4 separate regions of the Mus musculus genome follow, and all the other regions are linked to region 2. Evidence: chromatin contacts called from public HiCAR-type and promoter capture Hi-C data. All regions are on one chromosome and are shown on one strand. The core of a region is the stretch at or near the end of the contact, and the rest is flanking DNA. Distances in the headings are between cores, read along the strand shown.

Evidence for each region. Promoter capture Hi-C pulls out the DNA fragments that hold promoters and counts their contacts. HiCAR-type assays count read pairs that join an accessible place to other places.
Region 1: a contact with region 2 is called in a HiCAR-type map of astrocytes, with 4 times the contacts expected there. The contact joins the promoter of Cox20 here to the promoter of Cnih4 in region 2. A contact is called at or near these places in 3 of 39 promoter capture datasets (the C10 cell line, erythroid cells and pre-B cells) and 1 of 115 datasets of contacts at active chromatin or transcription factors (astrocytes).
Region 3: a promoter capture Hi-C map of embryonic stem cells shows a contact between it and region 2, with 26 times the contacts expected there. The contact joins the promoter of Dusp10 here to the promoter of Cnih4 in region 2. A contact is called at or near these places in 2 of 39 promoter capture datasets (embryonic stem cells and pre-B cells).
Region 4: a promoter capture Hi-C map of liver shows a contact between it and region 2, with 9 times the contacts expected there. The contact joins the promoter of Disp1 here to the promoter of Cnih4 in region 2. A contact is called at or near these places in 3 of 39 promoter capture datasets (hippocampal neurons, liver and pre-B cells) and 1 of 9 other capture datasets (adipose tissue).

The regions. Positions count from the first base shown.
Region 1 is chr1:178,317,842-178,320,708 of GRCm38.p6, reverse strand. It overlaps Cox20 (cytochrome c oxidase assembly protein 20), which reads right to left and starts at 1,556. Exons shown (of 4, transcript NM_025511.2): 1 at 1,501-1,556. The coding sequence starts at 1,539.
Region 2 is chr1:181,149,159-181,152,191 of GRCm38.p6, reverse strand. Cnih4 (cornichon family AMPA receptor auxiliary protein 4) reads right to left here and starts at 1,261. Exons shown (of 5, transcript NM_030131.3): 1 at 1,131-1,261. The coding sequence starts at 1,199.
Region 3 is chr1:184,032,741-184,035,651 of GRCm38.p6, reverse strand. It overlaps Dusp10 (dual specificity phosphatase 10), which reads right to left and starts at 1,271. Exons shown (of 4, transcript NM_022019.6): 1 at 1,083-1,271. It overlaps 1700056E22Rik (RIKEN cDNA 1700056E22 gene), which reads left to right and starts at 1,654. Exons shown (of 1, transcript NM_028516.1): 1 at 1,654-2,620. The coding sequence starts at 1,792. The coding sequence ends at 2,496.
Region 4 is chr1:183,220,154-183,222,993 of GRCm38.p6, reverse strand. Disp1 (dispatched RND transporter family member 1) reads left to right here and starts at 1,465. Exons shown (of 10, transcript NM_026866.3): 1 at 1,465-1,671.

The DNA.
Region 1 (2,867 bases), core at 307-2,806, 2.8 Mb after region 2:
AAGCTTCCTGTGGCAAGCTCATCAGTGGTCCTAAAAGCCAGTTTTGTATTGTACTCAACCAGTCTCCCCCCCCAAAGGACTGCTTTGTAATCCTTTCATTTGAAAGGATTTTAAATTTGAAAGGATTTTAAATTCTGTAAGTTATATCTGTGGGTGTCTGACTTGGGCTGCCACAAGAGCTCCAGAGACTTGAACAGAGGTGGTAAATAAGCACCTTTACCTTCTGAGGATTGCGCTTGCTTCCACATCTTAAGTCCTAATACTACCATTTTTCTGTTGCCTTGCAAGACTATATTAACTAGATGCTCCTGATTTTACTTGAGTACCCACACGCTCATGGCCACTGTTTAGGCAAAGATACACTTAGATTCCATCTCACCGGGAATCTTGAGAAAACATTTACAGTAATTGGCTTGCTGTTCCACTGGCCTGGGGATTTGGCAGTAGCAACGTTCCAGTAGCAGTGTCCCCTCCTTTTACGGATTTAACATTTGTGACCTGTTATCAGCTGAATACCATTTATTCGACTCCCTGTTTGTGAGACTATTCATCTGCTTATTTGGTCTTAGTCGGTTTTGCAAACCGACCAAAGTATCAAAGTATTTTCAAGTAGTTTCTCTTGCTTCCAAAATCTTTTCTGAGACAGGTTTTAGGTTTACTTTGTAGCCCTGGCTATCCTGGAACTCACTGCCTCCTAAGTGCCTGGTTAAAAGGTGTGCCCATCCCAAGCCTTCATGGCTTTATTTTTCAGAGCAGAGTCTTTTTGTCAAACCCACTGTTCAATTTCAGCAAGTCTAGATGAGCTATGAAGCAAACACTACATTTGACCTTACTTGTGCTAGCAAGTTTTCATTTGATAGGTAGTGTTTTAGTTGTTTAACAAAAGACATCTTTAGACACTTGACCATGGCTTAATTAGTCTCCACTTGGGACACCTTCCTGTAGCCATTCTATCAGGCCTAGCAGTTCATGGCCAAACTGCAGTTTTATCCCGGCTGGCTTAAATGGATGAAATTCGACTGTCCCGTTACCCCAGTAGGATGTCGGCTTCATGCAGAGTGGAGATTTCGTCTTTTTTAATAAGAGGTCAAACTGCAGTTCTCACATTGAACTAACAAATCTATACCTTACCTGTGAGTGTGCGCTCCTGTGTTGTGCAAGGAAAAGGACTGATTCACTTGCTGGCCCAGAACTCACCCCTGCCTCAGCCCTCAAAGTGGAGATTACTGGCATGCACCATCACGCCCAGCTCTCCAGAGTTTTCATTTCCCCTTTATTAGCCCTTTCTACCAAATCCAATGCTAGTTTTGGATTAGTCTCCGTTTTCTGACCCTGCAGGCCTGCTCTTCACTAGTTTAACTGGCAATTTAGATATATCCGGGATATGAGGACTAGATCGCTGATATACCTCGCGGCTATGGGATGGGTCTAGGAAACCGGGTCGCGGCCTGCGCACTGCACACCTCCCCCCACCCCCCCTTGCCCCATGGCGAACATTACCTTTTTCTCCGTCTCGTGGGGCTCCGGGGCGGCCGCCATGGGCACCAGTCCTCTCCATCGCCCCGCCCAGGCCCGCGACGGGAGCAACACGGGCTCCGCCCACCCCATCCCCGCGCGGCGGCGGCCATCTTAGGGAGCGTTCCTGGGGCTGTCCGGAAGCCCGCCCTGGCACACTCCTTTGTTCCATGGAACCGGCCACACTGTTTTCCAACCCGCAACCGACCATGAGGAACGCGAGTGGTGGCAACCTAGAGAAGCGCCACCGGTTCCTGTCTCGCAGGCAGGGTGGCCCGAGTCAAGGAGCACCGAGAAACTCGCTTCCCTCAGCCCCTCCTCCGCCTTAACCGCCATTTCAACCGTTGTGCGCGTCCCCGTGCTGGGCGCTGAGGGCGGAGCCGGGGCCGCGCGTCGCGCGCCGCTTTGTCCTCTTAGAGGGCGGGAGTCCGGGTTTGACGGCCCCCGCACTGCCGGAAGTCGCCTGGCGCTGTTTCCGCGGGCCTCGTTCCCAGCTTGTCCTTTGTCCTAGCTTTGGTGACCTTGACAACCTCCCGCACCCCCGCCTCGGTCCCTCGCGGCGGCCTTCCAGCGCCCGCCAGGCCCACGCCCCTCCCCCTCCGGCCCGCAGATTTAGGTTAAAAATAGCGCGCCGCTCGCGTGGAGGAGACTCAGGACAAAATGGAGGCGGCCGCTACCTAGGGGGCATGCGTCAGGCGGCAAGTGCCTTCCTTCGGGAGGGAGGCCGTGGGTGACGCGACGGTGACATAGCGGGTAGAAACCCAGACCGTGGGTCGTTTGGGTCCAAGTGTCAGCCAGTTCAGCAGGCGATGGCGACTCCGTTTTCGGGTTAATGTCCTGGCCCCGGCCTTTTGCCTTTCTTTGTTTACCTATTTCCCGATTTGGCCTCTTCCGTTCCAAACGGCCCTTCCCCGGAAAATGTCCCGGCCTGTCATTGTGCAGAGTCATGCCGCCTTTCATGTAACGTGCTGCACGCTACTTGCCCGTCAGTGTTAGCTGGGAGGGTCTCATCTTAATTACCATGCGGACTGCTTACTGTCTTATTCTTCATGCTCATTAACTGCTTTTCGCCAATCCCAGGGGGTAAAAGTGATTTATATTTCTCTTTATGCGTAGTAAGTTGTTTTTTGTTTTTAAGGAAGCTGAACAGTTACAAAGTGTATAATGCTCTAATATTACTAGGACTAGAAAAGGAACTGTTATCTTGACAGTTTGGGATACTCTACTGAAATTCTTGGCTAGCCAGGCTTTGAATTTTTGTCTGGAAGGTAATATTTAAGGTTGTAATATTCCATAAAGGAGAGAGGAATTCTTTTGCATTCCTAATTGCGGTATAAAGGACGTAACGGGAA
Region 2 (3,033 bases), core at 12-2,511:
TGCCCTTTTATTCAGTTCCTCAAAGCTAATAAAACACAGGGCTCTTTGCATGAGAAATCATCAAAGTAAGAACTGCTGCTAGATAATTTCAATTGGGCAGCCACTGGGTGTTTGACACAAATTCTCACTGTGTATATTTAGGAAATACATATCTACAATCCTAAAGAAAATCGAAGCAGGTAAGATACAGTACTGGGCAAGGTTCATAGTTCCAAAGTTTGTTTCTTCCTATTAAGACAAACTGTCAGTTCATCATAAAAGCGGGAAATATATTCTGTGCAGCCATTCCAGGGCTGCACAAACAAAAAGTTCAATTCGATCAGAAAAGAGGACGTGATTTCATAGGGAAAGGGGCAACAGCCACAGGTCCTGGAGCACTTTACTAGTCATATCTAATTACTTAAAAGTGGTCTGTGCATTACACTACTGCATTACAGCAGCGTGCTGTAACAAAGACTATCATCCCCCAAGGACTGAGAGTACTGAAGTCACATCACACAACTACTACAGTGCTAGGCTGAAGAACACCATGTACTGGTCTGGAAAATACTGTTTGAAACCTGTAACAGAAACAACTATAGAAAATACTGAATGTTAACACGGATTTTATATATATATATATAAAGTTTAGAAACTGGGGATTAAGCCACAGGTATAGTTACTGAGTTTACAGATAGTCCACTGCGGAAGGCAACCAGAAACACTTTGTGGATGCTTCTTTCAAAAACCCTAAAGAACTGCACGTGAAGGAAGCACACCGCCAGTTCTTGGAATGAGTCATCTCCTGGGTGTGGGGAGTCTCCAGAAGGGCAGACACCCACAAGGACAAAGGGGCAAGGGTGCTGCCGGGGACTAGAGAAGGCGGCAAAGCCTCAGGCCGGCCGGCTATGCCCCTGAACGGCTTCGCTCTCTCGGGGACCCCCGGCGGCCCAGGCAGGCGAAGAGGAGGCAGGGGGAGCTGGCTCAGGCCCGCCCGAGGCGCAGCGAGGCTCCTCCGCTCGCGACCCGGGCCCGCGCCGCCGCCCCCTCACCCCAACCTGCCAGCGCCCGCCGGGCCCACCCTCTGCCCATTGCCCCGGCGGTAGCCCTGGGAACGAGCGGCGGCCGCGGCCCGCTTCAACCAAGGATACGAAGTAGACGGAGAGGAAGATGAGCGCGCAACAGTCGAGGAGCGAGAAGAGGAACACCACCGCCTCCATCCTCCGCCGCCGCTCCGCCCGTCAAACCAGCTTCGGGCCGCGCCGCTGGGATAGGCGGCATGCCGGGAGTTGTGGTCCAAAAACGCCACCTCCGCGACGCGATGCATGATGGGAAATGAAGTTCACTAGTGCCCAGGGAGCATAGCAGGTGGACCTCACCCTCATTTAGTATCCACTGCATGAAGTTACTCACCCTGTATGAAATTTTCTGTCTCTCTTTTACTTTGTATCCATCCTTCCTTGCCTATCATATGAAATTTTCTGTCTCTCTTTCACTTTGTATCCATCCTTCCTTGCCTATCATTGTTGGTTTCTGTGGAATGCGCTTTGTATGCGAGTGGTATGATCTTGCTCTGTAAGCCCAGCCTGGCCTCTAACTTGGGTCTCTTTGCATTGGGATTATTGGCATAGGTCTCCACACATGGCTGCTTTAACGCCTGTTCTCTACCCTCCTGCATTCTATAACTTTTCATCTCAAATACAAAGCCACTGAGTTCTGCTCTTCAGTTCCTGACCTGTTTCCCCAGCACTTACCCAGTTGCTTGCCAATTCTTGATAACAGCAAGCTTTCTCACCTCTGAATTTGAAGAATTTTACAGAATCCAGTTATCAACCTTTTTTTAAAGAGGGAGGCAAATAATTTTTACTACACCCTTACTATAGACCAAGAGCTACTGTACACTTCAAGTGCAGAGATGAACAGAGCAAACAACTGCTCTGGTGGTTAAAAGGGCAATAAAGTAGCAACTAAATATTCAAAACAGAACTTGGGTGGGTTCTGTTGCCTTTGGAAGCCAATTCCAGCAGCCATTCACTCGCTCATCCATTTATTTAACTTTCATTTTAAATTTAAATTTAAAGCAGGTAGTGTATGTGAGGCACTGTTCTAGGTCTTAAGAGACACAATGAACAGAGAGGGGAGGCACCCACAAGCCTGCACCTTGCATAGTAAGTGTAGGGGAGATAGAATAAACCACAGAAATTAAAAGCAGTCCCAAGTACCCTGAAGGGCAGGAAGAAACCCCTGAAGAGCAGCAGAGACCAGGCTGAGGGTTTCACACAGGGTTGGACGATTTACAAGGAGCAGAGAGGCCCAAGACAGTAGGCACTTGCTGTGCTTAAAAAGAAAAAAGAAAAAAAAACAGGATGGGGTAGGGGGTGTGCTGGAGGGATGGCTCCCTGGATTCCATTCCCAGAATCTGGATGGCAGCTCACAACTGTCTGTAATTCCATCTCCACGGATCCAGCACCCTTTTTACCACCACACTGGGCCTGTCCTACATCCCTTAGATGGTCTTTTATCCTGAGAAAATGTAATAGCTCACACCACAATTAACCACAATTATTTTGTTTGTTTGTTTAAATTTTTTAATGTATGGGTGCTCTACCTGCATATATGTCTGCATGCCAGAAGAGGGCATCAGATACCAATATAGATGATTGTGAGCCACCATGTGGTTGCTTGGAATTGAACTCAGGACCTTTGAAAGAGATGTCAGTACTCTTAACCACTGAGCCATCTCTACAGCACACACACACACACACACCCCACCCACCCCCACCCCCGCTAACCACAATTATTAAATTACCATTTCCCATTATGATGAATTTTGTCTTAATTCTACCTAAAACTCAAAAGCATTGTTGCAATGTCAAATACCGGGAAATGTAGCATCAGGCTTTTCCACCTGCACACAAGCTCCCCAAGATAATGACTTAATGCTTCGGGTTATTCTCTAGCTCATAACTTAATTACCCAGCTTTTTTATTCTAAGTCCCGCTACATAATTGGTTACCTATCTTCAGTGTTATGCAACTATCTCCTTCAGCATTT
Region 3 (2,911 bases), core at 22-2,521, 2.9 Mb before region 2:
AACATAGCAATTCTGACTCCTCTACTAGAGAAATCAAACCCCAAGCAAGAGCCACTCATCTAAACGAACTTTAAGAGCTGACTGGAAAAACATCAAGGATCATCGGTCTATTCATGACCGTAACTGTTCTCTGAGACCGAGCCAAAGTGTCACCAGCAAAATCCACACACGCGCACCCAGGAGCACGTCCCCACCCGTGTAGGCATATCCCCACTGACTCGGGTTTCTCTCACCCACCTTTGGTTGGGAGCAAAGGATCAAACCTTCTGCCTGCCTCCCTCCCTCCCTCCCCTCCCCTCCCCTCCCTCCCTCCTTCCCTCTCCCTTGCGTAGTATTTTTTTTTTCAGAGCGAGTACTATTCCAAAAACTGTTAACTGTGTCCCAGCTGGAACATGAATGCAGTCAAAGTCTTTGCTATTTTGCTACCTGGTAAGGGGACATCCAGGATTAGTAGCCTATTCCCTAGGAGGAGAACCCGGGAACGACTTTCCAGAGACACAGGCTGGGACCGGTACCTCTTCACTGTGCTGCTGCTCACACACGGGCACAGAGCGCACTGAGATCTGCATCCTTGCAGCAGATAGCTCCAAAGCCAGTCTGGCCCGGGAAACCTCCCACAAAAATAGCACGAACCCCCTACCCCCTTTCTCGCTAATCTTCCTTCCACCACTAACAGGGACTGAAGAAAAACCAAGTGCTTAAAGAATGCTCCTTCCCCACTCCTGGGGCACGTAGCATCCCTATTCCGTGCCACCACTGAGCATCATGAGCAAAGCCTTGGGCTTTGAAAACTGCCATAAAGCATCTTAACCAAACCAAAACTCATTTCCCCTCTTCATCCCAGGGCAAGCAGAGCCAAAAGACTAAACCTTAGGATCTTCCTTACCTGACGTAGGTCCGTCTCTGTCTCTCTGACACTGTCTCTGTCTCTCTCTCTCTCTGTCTCTCTGTCTCTGTCTCTCTCTCTCTCACTCACACACACACACACACACACACACACACACACACACACATACACACACACACACACACGGAACCCTCCACCCTCCGGCTCTGAGTGACCCGTGATGTCTTCCACTTACTTCATCAATAAGCGTAGCCCTCTACCATCTGGCGCCCGCTCCAGCTATGCGCTCGCGCAGTGCGCCCCCATTCACTCAGCTTCATTGATCCCCAGCAGCAACACAGAGTTACTTTCTCTTTTGCTACAGCGTAAATGTAAGCTTTGGAGGGGGCGGGGTTGCCTCCGAGCGACGGCGCGATACGCCAATGAAGACCCAGAGGCTGCCGCCCGCTACATCACAGTGGTCTCTGACCAATAAGAAGCCGAGGAGGGCGGAGAAAGGGGCGAGGCCTCGCCTTGGGAGGGAGGCCGGCTCGGACCCGCTAGTGGGTTTGGTGTGTTAGAACGCGCGGGTGGTGATGTCATTGGCAACCAATCAAAAACTTAAAAGTGCTAGCCCGGGCCCGCTTGGAGCAGCGGCTCTCTATTTACATGTAAACCTAGGCAGCAGGACGCGGTTAACCCTTCCTGGGACTGAAGTGTCAATGGCTTGCTCTGGTCGCTCCGGCTGAAACTGGTTCTTCTGACCCTCCCCCGCCCCCTGTTGAGGACATCAGCCTCGCGGGGTCTCCATTCCGCCTTTTGACTCCAGGTGGAGTGTCCATCCAACTTTCCCCAGGCCGGAGACGACTCGAAGCCGGGTCCCTCCATGGCTGTGGCTGCGCCGCGCGGGACGTGAGCGTGCACAGGGCCGGCCTCCCCGCAGCCCCGCTTGGCCCGGCCCGCAGATGTCGCTGCCCCTCCGGCTGCCCTACTGCTCTCCCGCGCGGCGGCTGCGCGCCGTGCTCTTGTTCCCCTACTTCCGTGACCCTGTCACTCCTCCGCCGTCCCCAACCTGTTCTCAGGAGCCCGACTCCGATCCCGAAGGCGGCACTCCGGAGAGCTACTCGGAGGAGGACGCCTGGCTCTGTGAGAGCAGCCACTGGGGGCCGGTGTTGAAGGGCAGCGTGGGCGCCGTCCCGCAGAGCTGGGCGTGGCCGGGCCCTCCGAACGCCCCACAAGCCCCGCAGCCCAGGCACCGACCTCCTCCCAACGCGGTCCCCGCTTCTCCCGCGGCCACCTCCCCCTGTGCGATGTTTTGGAGCCCGCAGTCCATCCGCCCCCCGGTGCTGGGCCGCCCCCGGCCCTCAGTGGCGCAGGGCCCTCGGCGAGCCAAGGAGCGCCAGCCTGGAACAGCAAGCGCCGGCGGGAAGGAGCCAGAGCTCGGGTTGAACAGCCAGAATGAGCGGCGCTTGAGGAGCATGGAAGGGCCCACGCCAGCTCTCCCGATTCCCCGAACTTTGTCCATCAGAGGGGTCACTACTGGTCGGGGTATGTCACCGGTGAAGAGAAGTGGGAAGCTGAGCAAGCCTGCTAGCGCCTTGCCAGAAAAATATCAGGGAAGGTACAGAAGAATGACCCTGGAATTCAAAGGAGTGGAAAAGCCCAGATGAACTGTGATGAAGTTGCGTTAAAGAATCCTAAAGCAATAGAGCTTTTTATACCTCCCTACCCCCTCAGAGAGGAAGACCAAAATGTGAAGTAATTGAAGTGGAATAAAACATTATCAGCTCCGTGGCAGGTTCAGATGTCCTTAATGATGGGAGGCGTTTGCTTTAGGCCCCAGACATTCACCATTGCTGTTGATCTAGGATCATAAGGTGTCCAACCATCATCACCTTCGCTGACTAGCTCTGTCGATTCAGCATGATCTCCCTTGAGTTGAGCACTTCTACACAAGTGCACACTGGGGTTGGAAAAGGATTTTCTTTAGCCCCATTCTGTCTACACACCCAAATACACAGCACCCACACCCGAATGTCTGCACACGAGTGTCCAGGTCGCACCCTTTGGTCCTTAGATCTTTGA
Region 4 (2,840 bases), core at 216-2,715, 2.1 Mb before region 2:
CCTGATGCTCTTGCCTCTTCCTCCTGAGTGTTACATTTCCACGCCTGCATCACCATGCCAGGTTTGTAGGATGCTGGATAGCAAGCCCAGGGCCTCATGCGAGTTGGTACATACCATGATCATTGAGCTAAAACGCCCAGTCTCAGGTTTTTCTTTTCTTTGTTAGCTAGGACAGTCACTCTGGGCAACCCCAGGATCCGCTGTTTTGTCTATTCTAATGGTGACTCCATTGACTCTGTTGTATGAAATTTGAAGCTAAAATATTTGGTATAAAGTTGTCTTAGTTAGGGTTCCATTGCTGTGAATAGACACTAGGACCAAGGCAAACATTTAATTGGGGCTGGCTTAGAGTTTCAGAGGTTCAGTCCATTATCGTCATGGCAGGAAACATGGCAGCAGCCAGGCAGACATGGTGCTGGTAAAGGAGCTGAGGGTTCTGCATTTTGCCTTTCTTCCATCCTGGGCAGAGCTTGAGCACTAGGAGTCCTCAAAGCCCACCCCTACAGTGACACATGTCCTCCAACAAGGCCACACCTTTTCTAACAATGACATATCTTCTAATAGTATCAATCCCTGTGGGCCATGCATTCAAACACGAATCTTTGGGGGGGCCAAATCTACAAACCACTACGAAAGTACAGCAACATCTGGTCTTGTCTATGTTTTTTTCTTGCCTTTGAGGTCTTGGACTTTAATTGACTGTACTTCTATGCAGTTGCCTGAACAAGACAGGCTCTTACTTTCTGGTATACTGCTATGCATGTCCTTGCCTACTTTAACTCTTATTTGTTCTTTAATTCAGTCTCAACTGAAATTGTTATTTATAGTCCGTCTTCTTGCTCAACTCTACACACCATACCATTCCCACAGCACTGCTGTGTTACAACAAATTGTGCTTCTTGTAGGGTTACAGCCTGTGCTCCAACACACCAGGTTCAGCCACCTATCCTCAGTAAGCCAATTAAAGGACCCAAATTAATAGTAAAAAGCAGAAAAAGAGAATTATTCAAAATTGCTACATTGTGAAGGATAAGGAGATACAAGAGTCCCCAGCCTTGACTTCAATGCCTCTTAGTTATCCTTAGAGTCCTGACATGAAAGTAGGTTTTAACAAAAAACAAGAGCTAAAGATAACTAGACAGTGTGTCAAGGTGTGGTTCTCCGTCTACCATTTTCTTGTTTCATGAGTGATGGAGAAAAGAAACAGTCTGAATGAATTAAATAAAACATAGTCCTTCGCGGTGTCTGATTAGCTACTGCTTTTGTTTAGCTCAACTTTCAACCAGAATGTGGGCTCAGAGGTCGGTCTCAGAGTCATCTAGTGGACACCTGGCCCAGCATTTGTAGACTGGCTAAGTGACAGCTAAGACGGAGACAGGAGATGCATGTGCCTCTGCACCCCAGCCCAGCTGCAGCGGCTTTGAGTAGCAGGAGGCCTGGGCCCATAGCCGGAGGCGGGACTTCCGGTCCCGCTGGCGACCGCGGCCCGCGCCAGGCGGAAGCGCGGCTCCGGGCCAGGATCCGCGAGCTCCGGCTGGAGCAGAGTTCGGAGCCTCAGTGTCCCGGACGCCCGTGGTCGGTGTGGATGCTTCTCGGCGCTGCGTCCCCGCGGTCCGGGGAGGCCGAGGAGGCACGCGGGAGTCGGCGCGGCGGGAGAGCAGGGATCTCGGGGTGAGGACGGCTGGCGGCGGAGGGTGGCTGCGAGGGGCTGAGGAGGCCGAGGTGACATCTTCCATGGGGGTGTGTCCGCGTCCCCAGGCTCGTAGGGAAGGTGGCCCGAGATGGCCTTGGGGGGCTTGCAGGGAGACGCTCCAGAGGCAGCTCTTTTCACCCTCGGGGTTAAAGATGAGAAGGACGTCTTGACCTAACTCATCTGCGAGATGAGCAGCCAAGGCTTGCATGCTCAGCATTGCTTTCTTTGCAATACATTGCTTTCTTTCTCTTAAGACTTCTCCCCTCTTCCAGTGGTCTTCGGAGGGGAATACCCAACATTCGTAGGGAAAACCTGAACTCTTACTCACTTAGCTCCCGTTCAGGCTTTGTCAGACTAATAGGACTTTAGGTCTTTGATTCAGACAAGCAAGCCCACTGAAGTTTTCATTTTAGACTCTTCTCTACCTTGCGGAGTTCAGGTTGTCCCACTTCCTTTGTCGTGGAGTGAGCTTGTAAGTATCTGGACAAAGCTTGCACCTTCATGTTTGCACTTTATGACTTACTGTTTGCTTCTCAATGGGGTGACACATTTTTAGATGTTAAATAGATTGGATTCTTGCCACACACTGAGCATAACTAGGCAAAGCCAGAGTACTGTCACTGATGGAGGCTGGTGTATACTGATTGCTTCAAGTGTTTCCCTTCCCAAGAGTTACAATCTTAATTTTATCCCCCGGTATTTGCCAGTACTGGTAACTTACATCTTACTTGGTGGTCTGACCTGAACTACTTGAAGAAACAAATACAAACATACAAACAAACCAGAAAGCACTGTGCATTTATCCATAACCCGGTATCTCACTGACTTACTTGAGATTTGTGCTGCAGTGAGACAAGTTATTATAAGAACGGTTTGTTGGGTGGCACAGCTGATGTAATGCAGGATGCACCTAACATAGTGCTTTAACATATTAATGAAGACATTGAAGGCAGTCTTCTGAAGTCATGGGGCTAACTGTTGGGTTGATTTCTTTTTGCATCTCTTCATTTCTTTTTTAAGTTGTTTGTTTTTATGTGTATGGGTGTTATTGCCTGCATGTATGTCTGGGCACCACATGTGGGCCTGTTGTTCTCAGAAACCAGAAGAGGGCATCACAGTGCCTGTCTCTAGAGTTGTGGGCTGCCTG